Linked DNA regions of Mus musculus: all the other regions are linked to region 1. Evidence: chromatin contacts called from public promoter capture Hi-C data. All regions are on one chromosome and are shown on one strand. The core of a region is the stretch at or near the end of the contact, and the rest is flanking DNA. Distances in the headings are between cores, read along the strand shown. Region 1 holds the start of Tfe3 (transcription factor E3). Region 2 has its middle 23 kb from the start of Suv39h1. Region 3 holds the start of Was (Wiskott-Aldrich syndrome).

The links. Promoter capture Hi-C pulls out the DNA fragments that hold promoters and counts their contacts.
Region 2: a promoter capture Hi-C map of embryonic stem cells shows a contact between it and region 1. The contact joins the enhancer-like site here to the promoter of Tfe3 in region 1. A contact is called at or near these places in 6 of 39 promoter capture datasets (the HPC-7 cell line, embryonic stem cells, hematopoietic stem and progenitor cells and 2 more), 3 of 115 datasets of contacts at active chromatin or transcription factors (all in embryonic stem cells) and 3 of 9 other capture datasets (adipose tissue, embryonic stem cells and pancreatic islet).
Region 3: a contact with region 1 is called in a promoter capture Hi-C map of pre-B cells. The contact joins the promoter of Was here to the promoter of Tfe3 in region 1. A contact is called at or near these places in 18 of 39 promoter capture datasets (3T3-L1-derived adipocytes, the C10 cell line, the HPC-7 cell line and 11 more), 1 of 484 Hi-C or Micro-C datasets (embryonic stem cells), 7 of 115 datasets of contacts at active chromatin or transcription factors (bone marrow-derived dendritic cells, embryonic stem cells, extraembryonic endoderm stem cells and 2 more) and 4 of 9 other capture datasets (adipose tissue, embryonic stem cells, liver and 1 more).

What each region holds. Positions count from the first base shown.
Region 1 is chrX:7,761,131-7,764,751 of GRCm38.p6, forward strand. Tfe3 (transcription factor E3) reads left to right here and starts at 1,531. Exons shown (of 10, transcript NM_172472.3): 1 at 1,531-1,930. The coding sequence starts at 1,815.
Region 2 is chrX:8,049,593-8,053,296 of GRCm38.p6, forward strand. No RefSeq gene overlaps it. Among named protein-coding and RNA genes, the nearest start is that of Suv39h1, 23 kb to the right of the region's middle. Within about 2 kb of position 1,654, at least 7 of the 459 cell types and tissues checked have an H3K27ac peak or open chromatin away from gene starts, as enhancers often do. A contact at or near this core is called in embryonic stem cells, where this site is marked.
Region 3 is chrX:8,088,743-8,092,584 of GRCm38.p6, forward strand. Was (Wiskott-Aldrich syndrome) reads right to left here and starts at 1,749. Exons shown (of 12, transcript NM_009515.2): 1 at 1,549-1,749; 2 at 1,102-1,242; 3 at 514-600; 4 at 294-396; 5 at 132-173; 6 at 1-35. The coding sequence starts at 1,686.

The DNA.
Region 1 (3,621 bases), core at 281-2,780:
TGTGAGGTGGTCATGTCTGTGCAGAAATGTGCATATTTACAAAGCCAAGGGAGTGAGATTAGCTCTAGTGCAAGCCCAGTGAGCATCCTTGCTTTTATTTATTTATTTATTTATTTATTTATTTATTTATTTATTTATTTATTCTATGTAAGTACACCATAGCTGTCTTCAGACACCCCAGAAGAGGGAGTCAGATCTCACTACGGATGGTTGTAAGCCACCATGTGGTTGCTGGGATTTGAACTCAGGACCTTCGGAAGAGCAGTCGGGTGCTCTTACCCGCTGAGCCATCTCATCAGCCTGCATCCTTGCTTTTTCTTCCAGGAGTACTCGTATCTCAGACCATTCTGCAACTCACTGTGTAGCTAAGGATGATCTGGACCAACAAATTCTCTGCTGTTCATGTCCCTCCTCCTGTGATGACAGAGTTGTCCCACCATACTCCCACACCCGCTGTCATAAATTTTCTCCTGCTCCAACTGATGGTCTCAGGATGCTGGGAAGTAGGATGGGAGAAGTGGTGGGCTCTGGTGTTTTATGAACTACGTGTACCTGTTGGTGTCAGTGGAACTTCTGTGTCTGCGTCACCCTGCATTTATCTGCCGCACACAGGCTCCTCCTAAATGATTGATCAAGCAAACAAGTGAGCAAATCGATTAAGGTTGGGAAATTTCTTGTATGCAAAACAGCTTGCCTGCCTTTTTCCTTATTTATATATCTCTTATCCTCATAACTTTGCCAACACAGTTTATGGCCCCATTTGCCAGGGCAGGAACGTGGAGGCGCAGAGTGGAGCAGGTCTTCTGCATTATTCAAATAGTTCATTTTGATTATAGAAGTCATTCTCTGGAAACCAGATCTAATTACCATCCGTCCACTCATTCATCCATCTGTCAAAAGCTTCATTGACCGTCTATTGCGTAGTACAACGATCATAGTACAACAAATACTTTAGATAACAACAAAAAAGGCTGAGCTCTTTCTGGAAGACCAGCTCCGTGGCTGGACTGTGGGTACCAAAAGGGCAGGGTTTCAGCACCACCTTTAAGGAATGTCGGTGCCTCACTCAAAGTGGCTTGAGAAGACATGGGTACCAAGAAGTTGGGGTGCGGGCTGGGAAGATCCAGGGCTAAGAGCCGGCATGGTTCCGCTAAAAAAAAAAAAAAAAAAAAAAAAAAACCTTGGCATGGAGACTTTCCACGCAGGTGCAGAAAACCCAAGACTCAGCTTAATATCTTGCTGGGGATGGGGATTGGGGCTGGGGGGCATGAGGATGGTGTGGATAATTTGAGGGAGGGGGTGTGGCTCAGGAAGCTACGTAAAAATGAAGGCGTGGCTCAACCAAATCACTCCTCTCCTATTTGCTTCCGCCTCCCGGGGCGTGGCCTAAAGGCCCTTTTCCGAAGGGCGGGCCGAAGCCGGTGTTCCCTACCGCTCGAAGTCGTGGCTTAGGGCGGGCTCTCCAATCTCCCGGCTGCAACTGGCTGCCTTGCTCAGGAGGTATGGCCCAACCAGACTTCCATCCCCAGTGTGGTCACTTCCTGTGGAGTTTCCCCAGCCCAAGGAGGAGGGGGAAGAGGACGAGAGGGAGGCGAGCGGTCGTTCGGGGTTAGGTTGGGGGGTGTCGGTCCGTTCAGGGCGGGTGATGACTCACGGCCCATCCCATCTTCCCGACGCCGCCCGCCCACGCAGTGCTAGCTCCATGGCTTAACGGAGGAGGCAGCGGCAAACAGGGGGAGGGGGACTCTTATTTTGTTAGGGGGACCGGGCCAAGGCCCGACCGGCCTGGCAGGGCTCGCCCGGAGCCGGGCGTCATGTCTCATGCAGCCGAGCCAGCTCGGGACGCCGTAGAGGCCAGCGCGGAGGGCCCTCGAGCCGTGTTCCTGCTATTGGAAGAGCGCAGGCCAGCTGAGTCGGCCCAGCTGCTCAGGTGCGGGGCCACCTCTGGGGCCGGGAGTGACAACTGAGGTTCCCCGGGGACTCATCTCAGGACACGGGGGGTCCTCGACTGGGGTTGGAGACTCTTGGCCTAGGCTTGAAGGACGTCGGAGTGCCCATCTTGGGTGGGCGCCTCAGAAATCTGGTACTGATCTGCTTGGATAGACGCTTACAGGAGTAGTGGGAGTGCGTGAGGAGGGCAGAGTCATATTTGGGGGGGTGTCTTTGCTGGGTCTAGCGGGGCAGATCGTGGAGTATACAGAAACTGGTTTGCTGTAGTTGAACTTGGAAACTGATTAAAAGCTGAATTGGGGATTGTTGACTCGGTCGCGGAGGGATGAATGTGAGGGCATACATACTGTCAGGTGAGGCACTGATTTTAAGGAAATCCTGGGGTTTCCCCCCTCCCCCTTTTAGTGTGTGTGGGGGGAAAATTCAGGGAGGCAGAGGTGTTATTTGGGGCACCTAGTGATTCCCAGTAGCCGGTGCTGTGTTTTTGGGAATAGCACGAGTCTAAAGGAGTTAGGGGGAGGTCTCCGATCTGCCGGGAGTGTGTGTGAATAATTGAGCGAAGCAACTTGCTGGGCCCAATCGGTTCACTGTTGCTACCCCGCTCAGCTGGCGTCTGTACAGAAAGGCCGAGATAGTGGAAACCCCTCTTGTCTTATCCAATGGGTGATAAAATGTGATGCGGCAGGGCACACTGGAAAGATACAGTTCACTTTTTAGGCGTGGGGGGTTGGGGGGAGGCCTAGAGCCTTATATGGAAGCCCAGAGGAGGGTCTTGTTTCTGTTGCCACTCGCCCTAGCCTTGCAGCCAAGCCGGCCCTGCCCACTCCCTACCCACACACCCCCTCTTCCTTTTATTTCGCCCTCCCAGCCGGTCTCTCAGTTCCCGGGTGTAATCTTGAATCAGTCTCTAGAGCTGGAGTGAGTACCGATTGCACCATTCCCGTCTGGGTGGGTCCTCAGTCTCTCCTTTTCGGCTCCTCTCACCTCCATCAGCCTTGCTTTGAAGCTCCAGGCCTTCCTTGTCCATAGCCCTGCCCTCTCCAGCCCCCACCTTTTTCAACTTAACGTGCAGTGGTGTGTGTGAGTATGGGAGGGGGGCTGCCTCCTCTCTGCCTGGGATTGTGCTGAACTCAGCTACTCTCGGAGCTTCCTCTTCCCGACTTCCTGGGTGGCTTTAGAGCCCCATCTGCGCAAGGAGAGGAAGGAAGACCATCGCTGGGGAGGGGAAAGACTTTGTACTGAGCGGAGTCACAAGCTTAGTGGATTCTAAACTTGACTGAATTCAAGGGTGCATATTATTTGGGGATGCGGTGGGTGGAACCCAGGGCTTCGCACTTGCTAGACAAGAGCTGTACCACGGAGCTATCCTCATCTAGTAAGGATGTATATTCACCCTCGTGCGTGTTTTGCCGGGACACTAGGGTCCTTTCTCCCTAACAGGGAGGACTGAGCACAACTATCGTGGATTGCTTATAACAGCCTTGATCATCGCAGTAATGGGCACAGTTGAAAGGAGGGATGGATATTGCTTTGCTGCTCTAGTGCAAGTCCTAGCTCCTATGGGTTTTTTGGTTGGTTTGTTTGTTTGTTTGTTTGTTTTTATGACTTGAGATGCAGGCTCCGTATGTAGGCTAGATTGACCGCAGCCCTCTTCCTTCATGTGAGGTAGGG
Region 2 (3,704 bases), core at 404-2,903, 290 kb after region 1:
CCCCATATCCTTTCTTTCCCATTACCTCTGGTTGGTGGTGGACTACAAGGGAGGTTAAAGTGTCTGAGAACCATCATTAAAAATAAGGGTTGAGGGCTGGAGAGATGGCTCAGCAGTTAAGAACACTGACTTGAGTTCAATTCCCAGCAATCACATGGTGGCTCACGACCATTTATAGTGAGATCTATTACCCTCTTCTAGTGTGCAAGCATACATGCATACAGAACATTGTATATATAATAAATAAATATGTCTTTAAAAAAATAAGGGTTGAAGTTACAGATTTGAGAAAATGCCTCTAGAAGATCAGAGTGTAAGTAAATTGATAGGGCATTTTCTTTTTTCTTTTCTTTCTTTCTTTCTTTTTTTTTTTTTTTTTGGTTTTTTGAGACAGGGTTTCTCTGTGTAGCCCTGGCTGTCCTGGAACTCACTTTGTAGACCAGGCTGGCCTTGAACTCAGAAATCCGCCTGCCTCTGCCTCCCAAGTGCTGGGATCAAAGGCGTGCGCCACCACCACCACCACCGGCGATAGGACATTTTCTTAATTAAGAAATTAATTAATGATTAATGAGGGAGGGCTCACTGTTAGTGGGGACATTCTTCGGCTACTGGTCCTGGGTTTATAAGAAAGCAGTCTGAGCAACAGTAAGCAGTAAGGAGCAAGCTAGTAAGCAGCACCTCTCCATGGCTTCTACATCAGCTCTTGCCCAGTTTGAGTTCCTGTCCTGACTTCCTTCAATGATGAGCAGTGATGTGGAAGTGTAAGTCAAACCCTTTCCTCCCAAAGTTGCTTTTGGTCATGGTGTTTCATCAGAGTAATAGTAATTCCAACTAAGATAGACAGTATCCTAGAACTGGGGTACTCTTAGCTCCTTATGAGTATATATCCCAAAATTTTAAGTTGCTTTAATCATTCTGTGTTTTTTATCAAGATGTGGGGACTGTAATGTTGTGGGGTTTTGTTTCATGATAATGTGGTATACCATACTACTTGAAGTTTGTTAAATTTGGGGGGGACTAGGGAGTCTAGGCTCTGGGGTTCATCTCTGTGGCAATTTGAATAAAAATGGCCCCCATGTGCCCATAGGGAGTGGCACTACTAAGAGGTGTGGTTTTGTTAGAGTAGGTGTGTAGCATAGTAATTCTGGGGGCTTGTCTTCCCCACTTTTGCTCTGGAGTAAGGATGGGGTTTTAGTGCACGTGCTCTAGCCCATTTTAGCTCCTGAATAAATGACACAGGAACGTAATAAATTTATTAACAAGCTGTAGGCACTCTGCTGGGCAGATTCTCCTCTATTCTAATCCTCTGAGGCTGCCTACTTCCCAGCCACATGGCCCTTTACCCACATCGGAGGCTTTCCCCACCTTGCTCTATTCCCTGTGTCCTCATGGCTGCTCTCTCATTGCACCTCAAGGTGAGTTCAACTTGTCCCTCTTTCTCTTCTTCCTCTCTCCTTTCTCTTCCTTCCCCCCTCTTTTGGCTTGGGACCCCCAGACTGGGATGGGATGTCCTGCCCAGCTATAAGCAAAATCACCTCTTTATTAATCAATACGAGCTGTGGAAAAGAATCTTTACACATTCCTGAGACTGGAGATGCTCCAAATAGCATGACAATGCTCATCTCTGGACTGCCCGGGGAGCTCTGTGCACAGCAATCAGCATCTGAATACACAGTGCACAAACCACCACCCAATATAGGTGTGGCATCTTGGGTGAAGATGTTGCTGTAGGGGCAAGTTTTGAGGTCTCAAATGCTTTTTTTTGTTTGTTTGTTTGTTTTTGTTTTTGTTTTTGTTTTGTTTTGTTTTGTTTTTTTCGAGACAGGGTTTCTCTGTGTAGCCCTGGCTGTCCTGGAACTCACTCTGTAGACCAGGCTGGCCTCGAACTCAGAAATCCACCTGCCTCTGCCTCTCAAGTGCTGGGATTAAAGGTGTGCGCCACCACGCCCAGCAAGTGCTCAAACTTTGATAAGGTTGTAGAACTCTCCCCTCAGCTCCTCTAGTACCACATCTGCCAAACGCCGGCCACCATGCTTCCTGCCATATGGACTAAACTCTTGAAACTGTAAGTCAGCCCCAATCTTTTCCTTTATAAAAGCTCCTTTATAAAAGTTTATAAATGTGGAGGCTGGAGAGAAGGCTTAGAGGTTAAGAGCACTGATTGCTCTTCCAGAGGTCCTGAGTTTAATTCCCAGCAACCACATGGTGGCTCACAACCATCTGTAATGGGATCTGATGCCCTCTTCTGGTGTGTCTGAAGACAGCCACAGTGTAGTTCTATATCTATATAAAATAAAATCTTTTTTTTTTTTTTTTTTGGTTTCTCGAGACAGGGTTTCTCTGTATAGCCCTGGCTGTCCTGGAACTCACTCTGTAGACCAGGCTGGCCTCGTCTAAAGGCATGCGCCACCATCGCCAGCTTAAAATAAATCTTAAAAAAACAAAAGAAAACAGTCCTTTCCTTGTACCTTGCCTTTGGTGACTAGTGCTGTCCCTTTGGCCCCTGCTATTCTTGGGGTCTAACTAGAAAAACAAACCTTTGATGGTATTAAGAAGAGTATGTCTTCAGAGCTCTGCCTTGTGGAGGACTAGAGTTCTTTGGTTTTATTTGTTTGTTTTTAAGACAGGGTTTCTCTGTATAACTACCCTGGCTTTCCTGGAAGACTGGCTTTGTAGACTAGGCTGGCCTTGGGCTCGCAGAGTTCCACCTCCTGAGTGCTGAGATTAAGCCTCCACACCCGTAGAGGACTAGGTTTTAAACAACAAAGCCACTTCCAACACTTCAATTTATTTGAGCCTTAGAATCCTTTTCTCAACACTTAGTCAAAAGATACCAAGCTCCTCCAGTTCCTCCTCAGTAGGCTATCATCTCTGGGCCAACCAATCAAATCAACTCTTGGCACCTTTTAATACTGAGCTTCGATATTAAACCTAGAATCTCTGCATAGAGGGCCCATACTGATAAACTCAGCCTGATCCAGGTTCATGTTCTGTCCACCATTACCTATGCTCAGACCGCTGCTTGAATGAAATTAGCAAATCTCTTAAGTTCTTTCTTGGTGTCCTCCACCTCCCTGAGGACCTCACTTTCTCACATCTAGGCCCTTGTTACAGGTCTAGAGGCAGTGGTGAACAAAACATAGAGACATCTGCCTGATTGTCTCCTTCAAGGAAAGTCACTCCTGGCTCCATTGGGGCGGGGGGTGCAGTGGAGAGGAAAGGCCATATACATCCTCTGCTTGGGTCTGTTTTTCAGCAACTTGGGCTCTGTGGCAGCTGGAGAGATTTTTTCTTCCAGGACTCACTTTCTGATTGTTTCTGTGCATCTTGAGTTGGCTACTTTTATCAGTGAGCTCATTGTTTTCCTCTGTATTTTATCCAGAGACACCAGCATCAATATTGTCTTTGCCTTCCTAGGAAGTCTTTGCTCTGAGGAGGTCTATCAGGAATATCAAAGGATTTACTTTGCATAGCCTCGCCCTCTCCATGTTCTGCAGGGAAGGTTCCTTGAGTTGGAGAAAGAGCTCTAGATACCACAGCACCCACTAGAGAAATTCATCTTCAGGATTCTGTTTCTCCAGAACTTCTGGTACTGAAACCTGATGTTTCAGGGCTTCTCTAGGGAATTGAACCAACAGAATGAATCTGTATTTTAGAAGAGATTGTCTTGTCTTAGCATGCATATACATGCATTCTCCCTCCCA
Region 3 (3,842 bases), core at 499-2,998, 330 kb after region 1:
GTGTGGGGGCACAGGTGGGAGCCCTCCTCTTCTCTCTGGAAAAATGGAATGAGTTCAGATCTGCCCTAATCTTGCTCCCCCACATCTCTGGGTTAGTTCTTCATAACCTTTATTTGAACGAGAGGACTCACCCTCATTGATTGGTGCTGGTGGTGGTGGTAGCTGGCGTCTTTCTGTGGTTAAATAGGGTGGACTGAGAGCCAAAACCATGAGAGGGGCTTTTCCAGCCTCACACCCGTGCACTCACCTCTGTCTAACCTACCTCCCCCCAATTCCCACCAAGGCCTCCTTACCTCCGCTTTGCCTCTGATTCCTTTTTTGTATCTTCTCCTGCACCAAGGCCCGGAAGGCCTGGGCTTCACTCTCATCCGCAAAGTTCAGTCCTACTTGACAGTCCTATACATGCCTTGGGGTCAGCAAACTTCTAGTACGCCCCCCACATCCCCGGGACTTTCTCATCTCCTCCCCATCCCCCCCAACTGCAGCGCAAGGATGCACAAGCTGCTCACTTACATCTCCAGCAAAAGTGTGGAAGAACGGGGTGGGAGTGAGATAAACCAGCTGAGAGTACAGCTCCTGTTCCCAGAGTAGCCGACCAGCCTGGAAAGTGGGGGGAGGTGCATGCTGAAATCCAGGCATCTTGGGTGGCAGACCACTGGAGCATGGTGTCCAGGTTTGGTGTCCCGGGGTTTTATTTAAAGCTCTTCAGCTTCAGCTCACTATCAGAGTTTGGGTTCTAGGTGTCTGAGAGTCAGACACCGATATGAGAGATATGGGTTTGGGAGCCAAAGCCTATATGTAGGAGTTGAAGGCTCCACGTTGTGAATTTAAGATTCCAGTTCTAAGAGTATTCAACATGATTTAGAACATATTTGAGGCTGAGGCTCAGGTATTTGTGGAGCAGATCTAAGTCTTGATATAAACCTTCTGAGGTCCGTCTTCTTAGACTCAGAATGAGAAAAACACAACTTGGGATCTGTATTGGTCTTTGGTTCTGGAGCTCAGGGGGTCACTGATATGAGTGAAGGCTTGGAGCTGTGGACAAAAACTGGTTTTGTAAGTTGGGAACTAGCTTTCCTGTCCAGTGGGGCATGGGGTCACCTGTAGGCCATAAAGGCGGATGAAGTAGGACTTCTGAGGGTTATCCTTCACGAAGCACACAGCCCCGCAGTGTTCCATGGTCCAGTGCTCAGCTCCAGGGGGCAGTGCCAGGTAGAGCTGAACAACTGTGGTAGCCAGTGTCTAGGAGGGGAGAGCAGGGGTCAGTGCAGTGTGCTCATGGGTCACCAGGCCTGGTCCTTGCCTGCCTGTGGCTTTCATGAGCTTGGGGAAAGAGCTGTAGCCAGGAGGAAGGGGAGTAGACATCAAGATAATGGGGAGTGAGTGAATCTGAGGAGAGGAGATGGGGAGAAGGGGGATACAGGGATGATGGGAACAAGGAGAAGGGAAATATGGGTAAGAGGAGGAAGCAGAACGGGGAAGAAGAAGTAGAGAGGAAGAAGAGGAGAGGGAGGGAGACTGGGAGGACCAGGAGATCTCCCAACTCACCCAGCATTTTCGGCCAAGAAGCTCAAAGAGTCTCTGGTTTTCATGGTCCTGGAGGAGGTTGGAAGGAATGTTCTGCTGAACGGCTGGTCCCCCTCGGCCCCCAGGCCTGCCTCCTACAGGGCCAGGGCCACTATTCATGCTGCCTTCTGCCTTAGTCCTCTCCAGCTAAGCTCTGGGTGCAGGGTAAGAAGAGGAACTTCCGCAGTGAGCAGGGGAACAGGAAGTACAATAAACCACAAGGGAAATAAGTCCTCCAGGGCCCCCCAGAGGGCCTGTTCTCCTCTCTAGGACAGGCATGGGCCCTCCTCCATTTGCGTGGCTAGATCCAAGTTTGTAATGAGCTCAGGGCATCTTCCTTTCTTCTTTCTTCCCAACGTCCTCTCCCTTTTTGTGCGGGGCCATTTCCTTCTGACAGGCTTAGATCAGCCTTGCTCTAGTCGGACACTGAGGGAGAGCTACGCCATCTGCAGAGCTTCTCCTTCAGGGTAGCTACGCAGAGAGTAGTCACAAGTCTGTGTAGCCTCCTTCCGTCTTCCAAAAGCACCGACTTGGCCTGGGGTTGAATCTAAGGCTCCAGGTGCTAAAGGGCCATTGCATTACAGCTTTTCCTTTTAAAGGCATATTGAGCCGGGCGTGGTGGCGCACACCTTTGACCCCAGCACTCAGGAGGCAGAGACAGGCAGATTTCTGAGTTCGAGGCCAGCCTGGTCTACAAAGTGAGTTCCAGGACAGCCAGGGCTATACAGAGAAACCCTGTCTCGAAAAACCAAAAAAAAAAAAAAAAAAAAAAAAAAAAAGGCATATGAACTAATCTCTAGCTTTGGACGTTGCCAATGATATAGAAGGCCATGACTCACTTCCCCATCTTTTACTCTTGCCCCCTGTAGCTCCCTAATTACTTTCTTTTTCATTTATTTATTTCATGTATGCGGGTACACTGTCGCTGTCTTCAGACACACCAGGAGAGGGCATTGGATCTTCATTACAGATGCTGTGAGCCACCATGTGGTTTCTGGGATTTGAACTCAGGACCTCTGGAAGAACAGTCAGTGCTCTTAATCACTGAGCCATCTCTCCAGACCCCAATTACTTTCTTTTGTAAAATTTATTTTTATTTTATGCGCCTTGGTGTTTTGCCTACATGTATGTCTGTGTGAGGGTGTCAGAGTTACAGACAGTCCTGAGCTGCCATGTGTGTTCTGGGATTTGAACCTATGTCCTCTGGAAGAGCAGTCAGTGCTCTTAACCACTCAACAATCTCTCTAGCCTAAACTCAGACCCCCACCCCTTTTTTGTTTTTTGTTTTTGTTTTATTTGGTTTTTGTTTTGTTTTGCTTTGCTTTGCTTTGCTTTTGTTTGTTTGTTTGTTTGTTTGTTTGTTTTGAGACACGTTTTCCCTGTGTAGAGCCCTGGCTGTCCTAAAACTCACTCTATAGACCAGGCTGGCCTTGAACTCACAGAGATCCATCTGCCTCTGCCTTCTGAGTGCTGGGATTAAAGGCCTGTATCACCATGCCTGGCCCTAATTACTTTCTTTTCAATCTCATTCGGGAAGGAAGGACTTGACAGTATAAATAAATAAATACTAAAACAACATCTTGATTGATTTTTTTATTATGTTGGGACTTTATGAAAGTAGGGAACCTTTGAAGGCTTAGTTGTCTCCACTTTTGGTGATAAGGATTGGCTCCCGGGCCTTGACCATGGTAAGTACGTGCTCTAACTCTGAGCTGTACCCTCATGCCTTCTGATCCCATTGCCTAAGGGAGGAGGCTGGCCAGTTGGGAAGGAGGGTACCAGGGGTAGGGACAGCAGTTTGACATGCCTAAGCAGCTTTCAGATGTGGGTACAAACCTTTGAATTGGATGTCCTCGGGGCTGCCTGGAACTTGACTGTCTATGCCTGCAGGCACAAGGTCTTCGATCCAAACTCAGGCTCCAAATACCTTTTGAGATCATTCCTTCAACTTCTTCCAGCCTCTCACCCAGTCTCCAAATAGTTTATGGGGCCCACAGCATACAGAGCTACTGACATCTCCAGATCTGAAGCACCTTACAACCTGATTCTTATTTTCTTTCATTTACGGGGGAGGGTGTGGGACCTATAGAGTTTCACTTAGTCCAGGATGACCTTGAACTTGTGTAACTGTGGATGATATTAAACTTCTGACCATCCTGGGGATTGAACTCAGGACCTCTAGAAGAGCAGTTAGTGCTCTTAACTTCTGAGCCATCTTTACCTCCTCCCATATGCTGGGGTTACAGATGCCATCATCCCTGGCTTTTCCAAGTACA